Regions from separate parts of the Rattus norvegicus genome. Here region 2 is linked to region 1. A link is a contact called in public Hi-C data. All regions are on one chromosome and are shown on one strand. Each heading gives the region's core, a stretch centred on a gene start, on an enhancer-like site or on the middle of the called end of the contact. The rest is flanking DNA. Distances are from core to core; before and after follow the strand shown. Region 1 holds the start of Dock4 (dedicator of cytokinesis 4). Region 2 overlaps Dock4 (dedicator of cytokinesis 4).

Region 1 (5,072 bases), core at 2,572-5,071:
GATCAAATGCAGGGCTGCTGGGCAAGAAGGGACTCGGCGATGCTCCCTAGGTTTCTAGCTTGGACTTGATTCTATGTATTGGAATACGGAATACGAGAGCAAGGAGTTTTCACTTACTACTCTCCACAACTTCTTCCACAGACATAAAAATGAAATTCATAAGGTCTCAGCAGGACAAGCACCAAAAATTCAAACACGACCATCATCATCTACCATTCATTTGGAGAAGACAACCAAGTTGATCACCAGAATCTTACCATACAGGTGAACATCACCATAAGAAATCACCCTAGCCACAAAATCCTCCTGTAAGTGTCAATTACTGAACTATAGATTATGATCTATTAATTTCTTATTAAACCCGCATTGGAATAAACAGCAACACAGAGTGGAGTGGTGTGTGTGTGTGTGTGTGTGTGTGTGTGTGTGTGTGTGTGGTGCACACCTGTACACCTGATGGGAAGGCCAGAGGAGAATATCAGGTTTTTTTCCTCTTTCATGATCTGACTTATTTGCCTCCGACTCTCACTGAAGCTGAAGCTCACTGTTTTCACTATATAGGCTGGGCAAAGAGCAGCTGGGGTCTGTCTGCTTCTCCCTCACAAAGCTAGGGTTTCAGGCACAAGGGGCCATGCTTGGCTTTGATGTGGGGACTGGGGATTTGAACCCCAGCTCTCATGCTTGCATAGCAAGTGCTTTCACTTAGCCATCTACCCAAACCCTATTTTTTGTTTTTAATTTTAGGAAACAATACGGGACACTAATTTCTGTTTAAATGAGCAGCAGACACGGATAAGTCTTGGCCTGACCGGGTCATTTGACCTCCTCTCCACATGAGTCTCAGCAGACATCCATCGCCCTTAGTTCAGTCCTAAGCCCCTCTCCTAACACCAAGAGTTCTTGTACACTGGAGAGTGTGCAAGGAAGATAGCTGCACACTTGGTACCATTTCTTTCTTTATCTGTATTGCCAACAAACAGACTTTATGACTTTTCTCAATAGACAATTTTGCTGTGAACCAACCAAGGTAGGGACATGGGGAGGAACGGACTAAAAAAACCTCGGGGAGCATAGTGGTCTCAGAGAGGGAGCTGTATGTGCCCGAACTCCATCTAATGCTCCTTCCTGCAGAGATTTTACAGAACTGCTAGGATTTCTATTAAATGGCTCCTCGGGCCCTTTTGTCTCAGGATATTAAACACATAGAATGACATTTTAATTAGAATTAAAAGAAACCTCTGAAAAGCAGCAGTTTCCCGGATAGTAAAGAGGTGTGTGATTTTATAGAGAAAGACATTCTGGATCACTTAAATGCCTGCCTAAGAAGAAATATACTCCTAATGCAATTATTCCCACCTAAAATGTATGTCCCATTTTGCAGGGTTTGAAAAGAATTCTGATAAAGTCAAAGAATGATCCATTATTAAAGGAGAATTTTAAATGATAAATTTATGTACTTACCTACTAAAAATGACATAAGACTAATCATGACACTCTCCCAGCCACTGTCCTAAGTCAATGATAATACTGGGCAGTTCTGAAGTAAGGAAAGAGATGCTTTTTGTGACAACCATTGAAAATTCTCTGCTGCTCAATGCTTTTGTTGAAGATAATTTGGAGACTAAAATTAAGTTTTCATTAGTCACCTAATTCGGTCTTTCTATATTTCAACACTGGTCCTGGATTAATAATTTCCTCACACTTTTTGAAAATATTGGGTAAAGGATACTTGGTTATTATTGGGGAATATTCATGATGAGTACTTTTAAGACAGAAAACTGGTATCTACATAAAAATTACACAAGCTTAATACTGGACAAAGTAATACTTTACTGGATCAATCTATCCATCTATATACATATGTATCACACACACACACACACACACATATAAACAAATCCACTCTCTGTAATGCTATTGAAAATCAGAGTGACTTTATACATTTATTAAGAGGGGACTGGCTAGAGTATGGAATATCTGTTCTATGGAACCTGAGTGTAGTCACTAAATGTTACAAAAAATGTTGATAAAGAAATATCTTTGATACACAAGAGGGAGAAGAAAGTTGTAGATCTTTGAGTTTACAAAAATTATCCCTTTAATTATCCGTCATTTAAAAATGAGTTATACAATGTATATTATAAAGAAATATGTCAAAATTTGCATCACTTTTGTCTTTATAAGTGGAACTGTGTAGTGGAGAGACTTAATATTTTTTTAAATCTGAATACCTCTGAATGAACTGCTTGAAATATAATGAATTGTAATTGTAAGGTAATTCATTATGCTTTGGAGGTATTTATAAGTTCTCAAATAAATTAACCCATGAGAAAAATTATCGAAGCTTCCAACTTTATATCTTAAAATGGTAGCTCTGTGGAATTTTGGTAATCTGGAAAAGCTTAACAGTCTGTTATAGAAGTATGGGATATATGGCAAACCCACTGATAGGTTGCTTAGATGATAGGAATTTCACCTAGGGGAAGTGGGAAGAAATTGCACTTCATTTCTCTGCTACTGAGATAAAAACTTCATACTAAAAGCTGTGAAAGGAAAAAACATCAACAAGGACTGAGACACAAATTAACCCCCAAATCCTATCCATTTACATAAGAGAACTTGCTGTGCTAAATTATATACTTAAAATGGGTGGGGAGTGGAGCTCGACTAAAAGAAAGGTAGTCTACGAAAGTTTGATTTTTGATCTCTATAGTGGAATTGAAGAAAACACCAAAATCAGGTAGATACAAAGTAGTTGTGATGAGTTTCAAAACCCTCTTTTAAATATTCTGTGAAGGCGGGAGTGCATTTAATTCTCTTTTTCCTCTTTCTCTTACGACTTAGGACGTAAGATTTCCCAGGCTCCAGGGTCAAATGATTCCTGAGATACACACATCCTTTCCCTTTGGAGAGGACTCCAAAGAGCAACCCGCAAGTACTGGAGAACAGTGACGTGACTAGTCTCCAACTTGGAAACCCGCCCCAAACTACATAAAACACCTTCCCAAAAACAAATTCAGCAAACTGAGGATACTAGTCAGGAAATAGCGCCTAATCACAGCATTACAATCACACACGTGCGACCCAGACCTGACCCACACCCACTCGTGGGCAAGTGCAAAGCACATAATTCCAAACCGGAACAAAGCAAAAGGAGCTTTCTCAGAGGCCGGGAAGGCAGTTCTTCACATTTTCTCGTCCCACCCAAAACAGCTTCAGCTTGGCAACCGCCCTCTGCCCCACCCAATCTCTGTGGGTTCCGCCCGCGGCTTTTTGCCTGGCATTGCCAAGGTGGTCTCCTAGCTGACCAGCTTCTAAGGTCTGAGCGGCTGCCAGCTGCACCCCGGGCACAGAAAAAGAAAGACAGATCACACGCACCCAAGGGACAGCGCACTCACCTTCATGATCGATGTGCCCGATTCCGCCGCGGACCCCGCGGACCCGGTCTTCCCGGGGGTCCACACCAAGCCCCTGGGCCTCTGGAGCAGCCATTACCTGAACCAGTTGAAAGGGGCGGGCCGCAGGCGGGGCGAAGCGGGGAGATAACCAATAAAAACGCGCCTGGGGTCGCATGCCGACCCACTGAGAGAGTTTCTACACGCCTGGGCTGTGCCGTCACATTTTGGACCAATCGAATGTGATGAGCCTAACTAGTTGCCCCGCCCCCAACCGCTGTAGCCACGCCCCCTTCCGGGCCCGGGAGAGTAAGAACTACAACTCCCGGCATGCCGCGAGGCAGTGGGGAGGCAGCGCTGGATGGGCGCTGACGGGCGGGGGTGCGCCCGCGAGTGCCCCGGCGTGTTCGCTTAGTTCAGTGAATCAGAACAATGACTGCGCCGCCGGGTCCCCGAGAGCGCGTCGCAGGGCTGTGAGCAGCCGCGGCCGGCAGAGCAGCGGGCGGCTCCGTCTCGTCCGTGTAGTGTCAGTGTCCGCTCGGGAGCCCCGGGAGAAGCCCCTGCCCAGCGCCGCAGCCCGCGCGATCTGCTGTGCTCCAGCGCCGCAGCTGCTCTTCGGGAGCCGTGCATTGTTGTGAGCCACTGGAGGGGCGCGGGGATTGCATAGCCCGGAGCCCCTCAGCGCCCTTTATAGCCATGTGGATACCTACGGAGCACGAGAAATACGGCGTGGGTGAGTGCTCGCGGGCGAACTTTTACCACGCTCCGGTCCTTGCCCCCACGCAGCTCGCTCCGCGCCAGGCTGCAAATGCCAGGTCTTGGCATTGCACAGCGGGTCCCAGGCTTGGCCACACCGGCCTCCGGCTGAGGGGCGCGCGCTAGGGTTTCGCTCCTCACTGCGCACTCGGCGCTTCTCGAACCCGATCCCGGAACGTCGGGACAGCCACTCCGGGCTCTGCTGGCAGAGTTTGGAGTGGCCGCGGGGTGTGTTGCGTGTCAAGTTAGAAGGGGAAGCCAACAGGATTTCTCTCCCTTCTACCCCTGCTGGCCCACGGAGGCAGAGAGCTGGCAGTGGGCTGCTAGGATTTCCCGGGGTGATGAGGGAGACTAGGAACCCGCAGCTAGAATACTCCCAAACAGTAGGGAGGCGCGAAGTCCCTGCGGTTGGGGTCGGCTTTCCCAGAGTGCAGAATGTGGCACCCCTAGCCCCTGTGACAGAGGGAGTCGGGACGCAGCCTCCTTTCTCCCTCGCCTCCCGGGTGTTTGGGGTGTGTGTTGTGAGCAGGGGGGGGTGGTAAATTTCAACATCTGTGCTGCTGCGCTCTTTGGTCCTTGGAGGGGAACCTAGATTTGGGCAGCGTTTTTACTTCTGGCCACCTTCTCTACCAGGGGATGAGCGCAGTGGGGGTCATAGAGGCCGGCTGGAAAGTGACAAGGGAGGGGAGAGTCAGAAAGCCTGGTTCTTAAATTCTGGGAGGCAGCTTTAGGAGAGGACTACCCTGGCACTGATTTGGGAGAGAAAAAAAAGAACAGGATAGCATTCACTGTTCTGTGCAAAGGTGAACAACAAAGGACATTAATGTTGACTGATGAATACAGGAGGCTCCCTTCCCTTCCCTTCCCTTCCCTCCTCCCTTTTCGGTAGGATTACAGTTCCCGTTTTTGTTGTTTGATTTC
Region 2 (5,453 bases), core at 569-3,068, 110 kb after region 1:
CTTTAACTTGACCATCTCTACAATAAATCAAAAACAATAAAGTGCTTTTTTATTTTAATATGTTCCACAATCAGTAATATTAATTCAACATGTATTTCTAACTAAATTACATAGACCAGGTTTTACCATGTTTAGAAAAATGTCATATTTTTTCGGCTGAACTAAAAGAATACCGAATTCATGTAGTTGCTTTGGATATGATGTGTCTTGTCAAGTGCTGTGGTAGTTAGTGTTTTTCTCTCCCTTTTCCTTTTTCAGTTAGCAATCTATAAGACAAGATGCAATGTAATGTAATGTAATGTGAGAGGAGAAAGTGAGGTCATCGCTGCCCATAAGTGCCTCCTCATCTCCATTAGTCAAGGTTTTAATTTAATAATGCCTTCCCTGCATTACATGCAGGAAGGAAAAATAATTTTGAGATAGGCAACAATTATGTTGCTTGATTTGATGGGAAATCCCATTCTGTCTAGGGCTATCCAATCCTATTTTCTCCCCCAAGCCTTAGGGGATGAAAAGTCTAATTGAACCACAGAAACCCCACCACTCCTTCTTTCTTGCCCAGGCTCTCTGGATACTTACTCTATCTCTACCTACTGTGTCAGGCATTCAGACCCTCAAATGGATCATAGCAGTGGCTGGTATTTTACCCACTGGCACCACTATTATTTGTGTGTGTTCCCAGGTTTTTGTTAGGCGTTGAGACATCACTCAGCATGCTTCCATTAGCAGGAATGTCATTTATCACAGACATGGTGCATGTGAGTGATGTTTGTTAGTTTGCATTGTCCCATTGCTCTGTCATCCCCAACTCTTAAGTCTTGACATTGTGGACTATGATCTTTGAATAGATTTTTTTCATTATTGAGCCCCATATTTAATTGCCAAATTTCTTTTCAGTCCCCTAAAGAAAACAGCTCTGCAGTATTTATTAAATATTAGCTGTGTTTGGAATATTGTGTTGGGGACTGGAACTGTTAATAATAGTTTATTCTTGCTGACATCCATAAAACATCTGAAGTAGATCAGGCACGAGGCTCACAACTTTAATCCCAGCACTTAGGAGGCAGAGGCAGGCAGGTCTCTCAATTTGAAGCCTAGAATGTAGAGCATTCCAGGCCAACCTGCAGTATACAGTAGCAAGACCCCGAATTGAGGGGGAAAAAAAGAAAGAAGGAAGGAGAGAGAGAGAGAAGACAGGACAAATGAAAGAAAAATCCGAAGCTTCGGAGGATTCTATAGTGGTCAGAATATTTGCATGACTTGTTTTTCTGATTGTGCATTATGATTAACTCTGAGCAGATTTGTCTCCTGGAGACTGAGTTATTGTGATGCAGCTCGACTCCCTCCTGTGTAGTTCTTCAGCCTCCCTACTTCTTTCTGTTGTCCACAAGACTTGTCTTCCCCTGGTGCACTGTTCCTTCTTCCTGTGATGGCCTGTTGCCTGTGAGCTTCTTGATGGACACACTAAGGATGAACATCTGCTGTCATCCACGTCTTAAGGCTGCTTTCTTTATGATGTTGAACAACTGGAGCTGATACTTACATTTGCTCTGATACTTACACCCTACCGATTTTTAACGACATGAATATATCTTTGTACCAGCGAAGTACTTTGCCTTCATCACTCAAGTGCCAGCTCATTGTATTCTAGTGATGGTGACTGTGATTGTAGAGGCTGAGAAAAATGACACGATCTGATTCCTTGCCAGATTAGTATATAGCAGTTGTGCAACGATTCTCCGGAACAGAGGAGCTGTGTCATCCGTTTCTACCAGACACTGAACACAAAAGCCTGCCATAAGGTCTGTGCCCGTGGCCAAATGGGAAATGCTGTTCCTGCGCGTTGCCACAAGTACATAACTGCATGTGATCTCTTGAGCAACTTCATCAGGCACAGGAAATTGAGACATGACTAAATTATGTGTCAGAGAAGAAGAATTTCTGAAATGTTGTCTAAACGAAAATTGGCATAGCTATGACATTTCCCTATCAATACAAGAAAACAATCTAAACGAAATACAAGCTCAACAATTTATTTATAGAAAAACATTTTTCATGATGTTGAGTTTGGCTCTGTAAGGTAGAATTGCTAGATTTAGCAAAGGAAAGTCTGATACTAGTTACAAATTAATTTCAGGCCAGAAACAGTTTCTTAGTCTAAGTCCCATGTAATATTGGAAACATACTTACTGGTGGTTTCACTTGACCTCTATATTTAGTTGGATATCATGTGTTTCTGTTGATTTTACTTACTTTACAGGAAGTATATTGATTTGTGTTTCCCTAATGTTAAGTTAGAGTACTGATCCTTTTTTTTTTTTTAAACAAATAGTGTTTTTAAAATTAGTCCAAACATCTGCTTTCCTCATAGACACTTATTTAAATCAAGAATGATATGAATTTAAGGATTGGTCTAACAGGAGACCCTTCAAGTTGGTTAAATTAAAAGTGAAGACAAGGAATCTTGGAAATAAGAAAGAAGGATTTATAGTTTCTGTTGACCTGAATGCTCTTTCTCTCTGTTCTGTTCTTGGATACTGTTTCTTTTTAGTTTTCTTTCCCACAGTAGCCATAAGAGATATGATAGGTGCATATATCATTTCCATTTTGCAGATCAATCTGGCTTTAGATTCTGATTGTCCTTCGTTAGCCTCCTGACTGGCTGCTTTATACCTTCACATTCTACCTTGCTAAGCTCAGTGCACAATTTATAATGGCCATTGTACTGGATGTTTAGTTCATGTAGGTTTTGTTTTGTTTTGCTTTCTGTGTGAATAACATACTTTACACAGATAATTTATAAGTTTTTATTTTATTATATTTGGAGACAATATCTGTAGCCTAGGCTGGGCTGAAACCCCTGGCAATAATTGTGCTTCTGACTCCCCAGTTTGTTTAGCTCTGTACACCATTTTTTTTCATAGGATTATTTGGTTTTCTGGAGTCTAACTTCTTGAGTTCTTTATATAGATTGGATATTAGCCTTCTATCAGATGTAGCATTGGTAAAGATCTTTTCCCAATCTGTTAGTTGGCTGTTTTGTTCTAATGACAGAGTCCTTTGCCTTACAGAAGCTTTGCAATTTTATGAAATCCCATTTGCCGATTCTTGATCGACATTGGTGTTCTGTTTAGGAAATTTTTCCCAGTGCCCATGTGTTCGAGGCTTTTCTCCACTTTCTCTTCTATTAGTTTCAATGTATCTGGTTTTAAGTAGAGGTCCTCGATCCACTTGGACTTGAGCTTTGTACAGGATGATAAGAATGGATCAATTTGCATTCTTCTCCATGCTGACTGCCAGTTGAAACAGCACCATTTGTTGAAAATCCCCTTTTTCCACTGGATGGTTTTAGCTCCTTTGTCAAAGATCAAGTGACCATAGGTGTGGGTTCATTTCTGGGTCTTCAATTCTATTCCATTAATCTACCTGCCTGTCTCTGTACCAATACCATACAGTTTTTATCAATATTGTTCTGTAATACTGCTTGAGGTCAGGGATGGTGATTCTCCCAGAAGTTCTTTTATTGTTGAGAATAGTTTTGGCTATCCTGAGTTTTTTTGTTATTCCAAATGAATTTCCAAATTGCTCTTTCTAACTCTTATGAAGATTTGAGTGGGAATTTGATGGGGATTACATTGAATCTGTAGATTGCTTTCGGCAAGGTGGCCATTTTTACTATATTAATCCTGCCAATCCATGAGCATGGGAGACCTTTCAGCCTTCTGAGGTCTTCTTCAATTTCTTTCTTTAGGGACTTGAAGTTCATGTCACTTCCACTAGCAATTTCCAGATGCCAGGAAAGCAAGAGGCTTCCAGGACCCAACAGGGATGAGATTAGCTGAAAAGTTCAACAAAGGGGAGTGAGAACCTGTAGAGACCACATCTAGAGGTTAGGCAGTGCGCCCGGTTGGGAGATGGGGCCACCCACCCATCTCAAAATTTTATCCCAGAATTGCTCCTGTCTAAAGGAAATATAGGGACAAAGAGCGGAGCAGAGACTGAAGGAAAGACTGCCCCCCCTGGGGATCCATCCCTATTGCTGATGCTAAGAAGTGCTTGCTGACAGGAGCCTGATATGGATGTCTCCTGAGAGGCTCTGCCAGAGCCCTACTGATACGGATGAGGATACAGCGTGGATAAACCTTTATTTTTATGTACCATTCTAGTGCATTTGTGTGCGTGTGCGTGTGTGTATGCATGTGTGTGTGTGTGTGTGTGTGTGTGTGTGTGTGTGTGTGTGTGTATGAGAGACAGAGAGAGAGTGCGCAAGTACACATTTTTTTTATCTTTCATTTCATTAGTATACATCTAGGTTGGTGCCAATTATGAGTAGTGCAGTAGTAACCATATAGATGAGATGTCACTTTGACTGGCTGATTTCCTCCCTTTGCATAGATACTCAGAGGTTACACTAAATAGTGTAAGAGAGCCCCCTTTACTTAGCATCCTTTGCAACATTAATTGGCTTCATTATATATTTTTTTATTTTGTTTTGAGATAGTATAAACACACAGTTCTCTTCTCCCTTAGGCTCCCTAGAACTGTGACCAACAGCATGCACCAACCACCACGCCTAGTGCTGTATTGTCTTATATAGCAGAGCCGTTCTACCTGTGGTGAGACAGTATCCCAGTGTGGGTTGGATGTTCATTTCCTGGACGATCAGTGATTAGCGGAGTGATTTTTGCATAGACTTTGATCATTTGTGCATCCTCTGTTGAGAAACGTCTCCTCTGGTTATTTGCCCATTTTTAATTAGATTAGGTTTTTATTGTTATTTTGCTCAGTGGTTGGTTTTTATTTGTTTGTTTTTAATTGTACTTCTAGCCAAGTTAATACATTGTCTACACAGTTTTCTTTAGACTCTTTAAAGTTAACTCATATTCAATAGTTATTAAAGATACCTAGGAATTCAGCTATACTTTTCAAGTACTGGAACTTATTTTGTTTTGCCTCACCCTGGCTACCTATGTCATTTTAGAAGTTTTCACAGCTCATTGGTAGTAATAATCTACGTTGAGAGTGACCCCCAGGCTCAGTATGCAGGTGCATGGTTGAGTACATGAACAAACTCTCTTTGCATTGATACTTAACATTCCCCTGCCTCTGCTTCCCTCTAGCTAGCTGATGGTGGGCATCCGGTAGGGTTGTAACAGTGTGAACACACTGCTTCTCTGTAGAGTCTTTGGGAAGGAAGCTTGTGGCTCTGTTATGGCATTTTCTTCCCAATCACCTTTCATTTGCTAATTCCCAACAATTCTATGGTATCTTATTTTCTTTGCATTAATGTGTGTGTGTGTGTGTGTGTGTGTGTGTGTGCCCGCACGCATGTGTATATGTGGGAACTTCTTATAGCTGTTTCTTCTGCAGTGTTTCATTCAAATAAACATATTCTCATACTTTAAATTTGCTCATTAACTCTCTTTTACCCCAAAGGTGTTCAAATGAATAGC

Evidence for each region. Hi-C and Micro-C count contacts between places; a contact is called where the count stands out from the background.
Region 2: a Hi-C map of liver shows a contact between it and region 1, with 3 times the contacts expected there. The contact joins the enhancer-like site here to the promoter of Dock4 in region 1. A contact is called at or near these places in 3 of 12 Hi-C or Micro-C datasets (the Rat2 cell line and liver).

The regions. Positions count from the first base shown.
Region 1 is chr6:63,236,315-63,241,386 of GRCr8, forward strand. Dock4 (dedicator of cytokinesis 4) reads left to right here and starts at 3,822. Exons shown (of 53, transcript NM_001427091.1): 1 at 3,822-4,128. The coding sequence starts at 4,092. Zfp277 (zinc finger protein 277) reads right to left here and starts at 3,517. Exons shown (of 12, transcript NM_001399663.1): 1 at 3,399-3,517. The coding sequence starts at 3,492. It overlaps LOC120093202 (a long non-coding RNA gene), which reads left to right. Exons shown (of 2, transcript XR_005486299.2): 1 at 1-50; 2 at 142-382.
Region 2 is chr6:63,349,008-63,354,460 of GRCr8, forward strand. All of the region lies in intron 1 of Dock4 (dedicator of cytokinesis 4), which reads left to right. Among named protein-coding and RNA genes, the nearest start is that of Dock4, 110 kb to the left of the region's middle. Within about 2 kb of position 1,819, at least 19 of the 93 cell types and tissues checked have an H3K27ac peak or open chromatin away from gene starts, as enhancers often do. A contact at or near this core is called in liver, where this site is marked.